2 separate regions of the Mus musculus genome follow, and region 2 is linked to region 1. The links are chromatin contacts, called in public HiChIP or PLAC-seq maps. All regions are on one chromosome and are shown on one strand. The core of a region is the stretch at or near the end of the contact, and the rest is flanking DNA. Distances in the headings are between cores, read along the strand shown.

Evidence for each region. HiChIP or PLAC-seq counts read pairs in DNA pulled down with a chosen protein or histone mark.
Region 2: a contact with region 1 is called in an H3K27ac HiChIP or PLAC-seq map of the HPC-7 cell line, with 9 times the contacts expected there. The contact joins two enhancer-like sites. A contact is called at or near these places in 3 of 15 datasets of contacts at CTCF or cohesin (CD8 T cells, large pre-B cells and pro-B cells), 20 of 484 Hi-C or Micro-C datasets (CD4 T cells, DN3 thymocytes, the G1E-ER4 cell line and 13 more) and 9 of 115 datasets of contacts at active chromatin or transcription factors (the 230-238 cell line, the HPC-7 cell line, Th17 cells and 6 more).

What each region holds. Positions count from the first base shown.
Region 1 is chr19:41,318,859-41,322,883 of GRCm38.p6, forward strand. It overlaps Pik3ap1 (phosphoinositide-3-kinase adaptor protein 1), which reads right to left. Exons shown (of 17, transcript NM_031376.4): 8 at 2,644-2,833. Among named protein-coding and RNA genes, the nearest start is that of Gm52406, 38 kb to the left of the region's middle. Within about 2 kb of position 2,448, at least 70 of the 459 cell types and tissues checked have an H3K27ac peak or open chromatin away from gene starts, as enhancers often do. A contact at or near this core is called in the HPC-7 cell line, where this site is marked.
Region 2 is chr19:41,437,878-41,441,713 of GRCm38.p6, forward strand. No RefSeq gene overlaps it. Among named protein-coding and RNA genes, the nearest start is that of Gm33951, 5.3 kb to the right of the region's middle. Within about 2 kb of position 1,299, at least 6 of the 459 cell types and tissues checked have an H3K27ac peak or open chromatin away from gene starts, as enhancers often do. A contact at or near this core is called in the HPC-7 cell line, where this site is marked.

The DNA.
Region 1 (4,025 bases), core at 1,198-3,697:
ACGCCAACTGTCAGAAACTTCAGAGATTATATGATCTGGCAAACTAAAACTGTCATCACTTCATTCTCTACCCAAACAGTAGCTGTGCCCTACAACCTACAGCCTGCCTCTTTCCCGGTAACCTCCGTGGGTCTGTGACATCCAGACCCTCCTGACCCTGAGCGACTTTACAGGTTGCCTTCCAGTCACAACGAGTCTGGTCCCATAGCATCCCCTGAAGCACTAGTGAGCATGGGAGCCCTTTGGGAGGCCTGCAATACGATGGGGAAAATTCATATTTTGGAGGAGGGGGAACAGCATGCATGAAGACTGTCAACAGACACTGTCAGTAAGCAAGGAATTCATTGTTCAACAGCCCCCAGGCTAGGGAATGGGCCAGGAAGCAGGTCTGCTTTCTGGATTCCTAAAGGGTCCTGCCCGAAGTTTTCTGCATGAGTCCCTGTGCTAAAGTGGAAAAAGTCAGGTCTTTGTCCACTGTGACTCCAACACCCAGGGAGAGAATCAAGTAGCTGCAACAGAAATGTCCTTGGAAATACATGCTAGCTATGAAGGTAGATGAGCAGGGGTGTGTGTGTGTGTGTGTGTGTGTGTGTGTGTGTGTGTGTGTGTGTGTTCATGTCAGCAGCTGGGTTTCTTTGTTTGGGGATCTTCTTGTTTAGGATCTGAGACAAGGTCTGCTGGTAATCCAGGCTAGTCTTTTTGTTTGGTTGGTTGGTTTTTTTGTTTTTGTTTTTTGTTTTTTTGAGACAGGGTTTCTCTGTATAGCCCTGGCTGTCCTGTGCACCACCACTGCCCGGCTTAATCCCCCTGCCTCAGCCCAAGTGTCGGAATTACAGGAATGAGTAGCCTTGAGCTGTTTTGTTAGCTAGCTCCTGGATCTGCACATGGGGAGAAAACAGCCTTAGAGGCCAAAAGGCTTGCTGGAGGGGACGGGAACTACAACGACGTCCCAAGTTAGAGACAAATTTGGCCTGAGTTAAATGGTATGGAATTTGTGCTCTATAGGTTGTTAGCTGTGGCATTTGGGGAAGTGAACCTCTCTTTAACAGCAGGTAGCAACAGCATCCGTGGGGTTGCCATGTGGATTCAGTGAGTAAAACAGTGTGATGGTGTGGATCATGCCTCCTTCCTCACAGATCCAGCAAGCCGGGGCTCATTTGTGAAGAGCTTCCAAGTGTGCTTCTTCCTCTCCCCAAGGGTGAAGGCAAGGGACCCCCAGTCAGCCTGCACCTCCTACTCTACAGACTCCTGGTGGGGCTGGCGGTTCCGTAAGCTCATGGGCAGGAGAAGCAGGCTCCTTTCCCTGGTAGGTCCTGAAAGGGGTGGGGGAGTACTCAGCTTAGCCATCCTGGAAATCCCGCATCCATAAAACTGACGGGTTGCCGCTTAGTTATCTTATCTTTCTTGAACCTATTAAGTGGACTCAGAGGGAAAGAGCGCTAAGTCCTGCGCAGTGTGTCAGAATGCTTAGTGCTTCGTTGTACACGACAGGAAATCCAATCTCATTTAGATCAACCTCTCTGAAGGGTGGCACCAGGCCCCCTACAGGGAGTTCTGAAGAGCTCCGAGGGTGGTTTGGATTGCCACTACAGTGGAGGAACACGGACTCTAACCAATTCTAAATTGTCAAGCTGAGGAGATGGCTTAGTTGGTAAGACACCGACCGTGAAAGTCCAAGGAGCTAGAGCCCACACAAAATCTAGTTGTGGTCTCCTGCATCTGTGGCCCTGTGAAAGGGAGGCAGAGACAGAAAGATTCCCCAGAGCTTGCTGATCAGACAGTCTACCAATCAGTGAGCCCACGGAGGTCAAAGTCAGACCCTTCAAAAGATGATGACCTCTGACCTCCACAGACACATGCACACAGGCACATACGCCTTCATATCCACTGCATGCACGCGCACACACACACACACACACACACACACACACACACACACACACGGGGTCGGGAGGACTAGATATGTCTTTTAAAGTACATTTTGTACATTGAATTTTCTAAGAATTCAACATTGTATAAGGTTGTGAAGAGAGTTTCATCATTTAAGAAACTCCAGGTGCCAAGGCCAACACTGTTCTAGGTAGTTGAGTCACCAAGACAACAGACACATGTCAGTCAACATGTAAGGCTATGACGTTGGTGGTGGCTCTGAGTGTAGTTGCCTGTACAGGGCTATTTCACATGTCTTCACATGAAGACATGCCTATTCACATGTCTTCACATGCAGACATGTGTAAGCATGTGAAGTCTCCACTTACTATACACTCAATTAAGGCAGTATAGGGAAGCCAGTGGGTTTCATGTGTGTTATACCATACATAAATCGTGTGTCAGATAATAAAGCATTGTGAAACATTGTCATAAAAGGGCCCACAGAGACTGGTAGGGCTGAGAGCTTGTTGACCACAGGCCATGCTGTCAAGACGAGAGGCTTCCAGGCAAGCAGTGGAGGAAGTTGGAAAAAGTCTCTCTTGCTATGACACACAGCTGCAGCCCTGATGCTGTTGCAACACAGGCTCTTCACTGGGTGTTTTCAGAGATAATCAGGGCCTTTTGGGGGCCTTTCCCCCTTTGGACTAGCATGAAAAAAAAAAGCCATTTCTCAGCAGCAGGACAAAAGCAGAACCAGGCAGAGCTACTTACAGAGGTCTTCTGTGGCTGCTGGGGCGAAGGCAGCCATGGACTCGTAGAGCTCATCGTCACAGCCAGGGTTGAGGGAGCACTTCATCAGCAGGTCTGTGGATAGGTGGGCCATGGACTCGTACACATCGTCCGCCTCCTCCCCTTGCATCAACTCCTCCTTAATGTGTGTCTTCAGCATGTCCACCGTCTCCTGCGAGAGAAGACGGACCCATTGCACACTGAGGAATCTGGCTAGCTGGGCAGACTCAAGTCCATAGTGGACTTGAAGTGGGCAAAGGGTGTGGTCACGGACCAGGGTTATAGTTGTTTGCAGGTATTAGCGGGTATTCTTCGCCTGGCAGAGCTCTAACCTTTGTTCCTTCCTCTAACGCTAAATACAGAGTTAAGCAGTTATATCCTGGTTAAATGTTCAGGGGTCTGGGAACGTAAATAAAAACTACACTTCATGAGTACCTAGTAAGAATCAGGCTCAGCACTGGGCACAAACCAGCACCCACCTCCTTCGGAAACCCCCCCTCTCCCTCTTTTAGACGTGGAAAAACAAAGCTCAGAAAATCTAGTCCTCCCTGCAGGGCTCACATTCTCAGTTTTGATCCTTATAACGGCCCGGTGGGCACTCAGTGAGAAACAAATGACACAGAGGGCCACACAGATGCACAGCCTATGCAAGTGCGCCTGCACTTGTGCAACCAAGTGTCCTGAGGGATGTCTTCACCCCTGCACCTTATGGAAGGTTTATCCAAGTGCCTGACAATTTCCAGGGCTTTCTTCCCCGGCTATCAGCATTCTAGATGTCCCCAAAGACAGGGACCTTACATAAAGGAATCTTGATGTCAGAAAGGCTAGCCCTGTCCCTCTGTCTCCAGATAGTATGAGGCTGTGGGCTGACTTCCCCACAACCTGTGAACAGCTTTTCCTGGCCCAACAGCTTAGTGTGTGTCATAATCCTTACCTCTGCCTCAAACCACAGACAGCTCCCTTCTCCTCATTAACTCCTGGCAGAGGCCACCTTTGGTTGGCACTATGTTAGTTTCCTGAATCCAGTAACAGTTTCTTATGTTTGGGATTCCAGGTTTAGCATTTGGCAAATAAATAAATAAAATGTGCACTACTTATAGGCCAGTGGTTCTCAACCTTCCTAATGCTGCAACCCTCTAACCTGGCTCCTCATGTTGTTGTGGCTCCCAACCATAAACTTATTTTTATTGCTACTTCATTACTGTAATTTTGCTTCTGTTATGATTCATAATATAAATACCTGTATTTTCCAATGGTCTTAGATGACCCCTGTAAAAGGATTGTTTGATTCCCCAGGGGTTGAGAACAACTATCATAGGCCATGAGCAACATGTAGGGACCACCTTTGGCAGCAAGGCTAAAGT
Region 2 (3,836 bases), core at 49-2,548, 120 kb after region 1:
GAACAGCCCCAGTCAGAGTGCGGCCTGCCCATCATCATCCTCTGGGTCCCACCCTCCCCTGCAAGGTTGTATGACACTTTGTCAGAGCTATGTGGAACCTCTCTCTGGAAGACACACTTCCCTGCTGGCTGGCAGAGCCCATTGCTTGCTTTCTCCCAGTGTGAGGCTTCTAGGGGACTTTCATCATCTGAGAAGTCTGCCATATATCACAACAAGAAGAAGCTGAAAGCGAAAGGCACAACTATCTATTAGAATACTTACATTTGGGTCTGGAGAGCTGGCTCAGTAGTTAAGGGCAATGTCTACTCTTCTAGAGGCCCTGAGTTCAAATCCCAGCATCCATGTGGCTCACAACCATCTGGAATGGAATCTAATGCCTTCTTCTGGTGTTCACGAAGATAGAGCACTCATGTACATAAAATACATAAATAAGTACTTTTTTAAAGGAAAGAAAGGAAGAAGAAGAAAAAAAAGAATATCTTCATTCTTGGCAGAGCATGATGGAGCACACCTTTAATCCCAATATTTGGAGAGCAGAGGAAGATGGGTCCGAGTGAGCTAAATGCCATCCAGACCTGCATAGTGAGATGCTTTCTCAAAAAAGGAAGGAAGGAAGGAAGGAAGGAAGGAAGGAAGGAAGGAAGGAAGGAAGGAAGGAAGGAAGATGGTTACAAAGTCATCTTTAGGACTTTATGTTGTACCTGTGTTTGACATCAAGGGGGTAAGGAGATCATTATTTATAGAAAATCTCTGATGTGAAAATGGAAACATTATAGAAATGTTTATTTTTGCTGGGCATGGTGGCGCACGCCTTTAATCCCACCACTTGGGAGGCAGAGGCAGGCAGATTTCTGAGTTCGAGGCCAACCTGGTCTATGAAGTGAGTTCCAGGAAAGCCAGGGCTACACAGAGAAACCCTGTCTCAAAAAACCAAAGGGAGGAGGGAGAAAGAAATGTTTGTTTTTAATAAGTTTTATTGCAATCTTAATACATGTTCATGAAAGTAACATAGTGTGGGAATACAACACAACACAGATTTCCGATCTGTCCCATCTATCACAGTGAGACCTTTGGTGTGGATGAGCCTCTTCCTAAGACGCTCCATTCATAGCCTTATAGTTCAATAAAGTTTCCCAGGTGTCAAACCCCTAGAATTATAGCATTGGAAGGATGTGCAAAATTATCTAGTTCACCCTGCAGTTAAATTTAGATTCCTTTTCCACAGCACACATGACAGATGGTCACCTAGCCTCGGTTTGATATTTCTAGCAACGGAAAACCTCAAAATCCATGTGACAGATGCTTCAATTTTTGGACAGTTCTGCTGATTAGAAATGTGCAACATATGCTAAAATCAGCCTTTCTGAAGTGCCTGTCGACCGCTTCTAGATCGACTCAGACAGCACATCCATTCCTTCTCAAACCTGCCCATCTTTCCAGTCTCCCTTCAGCCTTGCTAGAGGGAAAACATGAGCCTTGAGCTGCCTTCTCCCTCCCCTAAAAGGCTTCTCTGCTCCTCTCAAAATGAACCAGCCAGTAGTGTAACTTCTTTGGGTTTTTGTTTTTTGTTTTGTTTTTTTTTTTCCTTTTCATTCTGAAAGACTGTCCCAGGCTGGCCTCTGACTTGCAGTTCTCCTTAGTTTTCTGAGTACAGAGATTAAAGGAACTTCATTAAGCCTGGCTCGATTTCTTCCTTGATTTACCTTACTTTAAGTACATGTCTCTCAGCACCAAGCTGTCAATCAAATCAATGAAATAGAATTTCTGATGGGTTATTAAGACAATAAAGGTGCAGCTGGGCATGGTGGCACACGCCTTTAATCCCAGCACTTGGGAGGCAGAGGCAGGCGGATTTCTGAGTTCAAGGCTAGCCTGGTCTACAAAGTGAGTTCCAGGACAGCCAGGGCTATACAGAGAAACCCTGTCTCAAAAAACAAACAAACAAACAAAAACAGACGTTAAAGGTGCATGTCAAAAATCAAACTGTTGTAACGCTTACTCCTCCATTGTAGTTTCTCATCTTTGGAGAGACAAACAGTAGCCTGTGATGGCCTTGCAACATTCAAATTCATTTTAATGTTGTTTTATTTGTGTGCTTTTCTTTGAAATAGGTTCTTCCTGTTTCCCATGTTGGTCTTGTCCTCCTTGGGTCTGGCATCCCTCTTTTGCCTCTGCCTTCCTAGGAAGCTGGCGTCACATGTACACATCTCTGTACCTGTATTTATGGGATTTCCCACCTATAGAGACATAGGTGCATGCACAAACAAGGCTTTTTCCATTTAACAATATACCATGAATACTTTTCTAAATAGTACGTAGGCAGAGCATTCTTTTGAATAATCTGTACCATTTAATAGAATATATCCATGAAATTTATTCAAATGTATACTCCCAGGTTAATTCAATGGATAAACAAAACTATATGAGGTGTACCTTCTGTGTACGTTGTTATATTCTTTAAAAAAAAAAAGATTTATTTTATGTATGTGAGTACACTGTAGCTGTACAGATGGTTGTGAGCCTTTATGTAGTTGTTGGGAATTGAATTTTTAGGACCTCTGCTTGCTCCAGTTGGCCCTGCTCAGTCCCTGCTTGCTCCAGCCCAAAGATTTATTTATTATTATACATAAGTACACTGTAGCCAACTTCAGACGCACCAGAAGAGGGTGTCAGATCTCATTTCAGGTGGTTGTGAGCCATGTGTTTGCTGGGATTTGAACTCAGGACCTTTGGAAGAGCAGTCAGTGTTCTTACTCACTGAGCCATCTCGCCAGCCCACGTTCTTATATTCTTCTGCTTTTACATCTATGGGCATTTTTATAGATGTGAAATTACTGAATTAAAAAAAATGATGTTCACACCTCTAGTAGCTATGGTCAGACACCAACTGGTTGTGCCCACAGTTACTGGCTCTGAATAGTGTATGTTAGGGGTGGGTTTTCATCTGGGGAGTGGGGTTTAAAACCTTCTCATTCACTACTCACATATATAAGCAATAACTAACCACCCCGAGATTAAAGACATATGTACAAATCTATAGAGAACCATTAAAATAGCAAAAAATTTGAACATGCACACTTATTTAACGTCCAGGTGGTGGTGTTCCTTTTAAAGAAATACTTTAAACTTGGAAGCCATGAATGAGTAGATGAGTTTCACCACGTAAACGTCTAACACACCACTAACAAGTTCTCCAGATAAAAAGTAGGCTGGGAGGGAATATTTGCAAGCTATGACAAAACATCTGTGTTTCTAGTATATAAACTGACAATATGACCACTCCGTGGTTAAAGGGGAAGGTAGATATGAGAAAGAGAACAGCCAGAGAACAGCCCAGAGCAGAGAAAAAAGTAAACTGAATATGGCCAGCAGACCAGACATGGCCAGAGCTGTCTACAAGTGAGGGTAGACACTCTGTCTGCAGCAGAGGTTAGAGAATGGGGAAAACATGGTGAGTGAAGCCAGAGCAGAGCAGAGAGCGGGAGAGCACACAGCAAGAGTAGCAGGGGTAGAAGGAGGATGGGTAGGTAGGGGGAGGGATGCCCGTGAGCTGGGGGCAGGTTAGGGTAGGGGGAGGTGAGAAGGGGCTTGTTTGCTTTTCTCCCCCAGTTGAAGATCCACCTCTAATATACACTTTGAAAGGTGTAACAAGCACTTAGGATTCTAATATACACTCTATTCAGACTTTGAAAGTTGTAACAAGTACTTGTGATTCTGAGGGGGGCCTGGAGAACAGCATGAGCTTTGATATGCTAATAGGCACCACAGGTGGCCAAGTGACCCTTCAGCCAAAGGTATGGGAAATGACTCCTTCTGGTAGCTGGGAAAGGATTTCC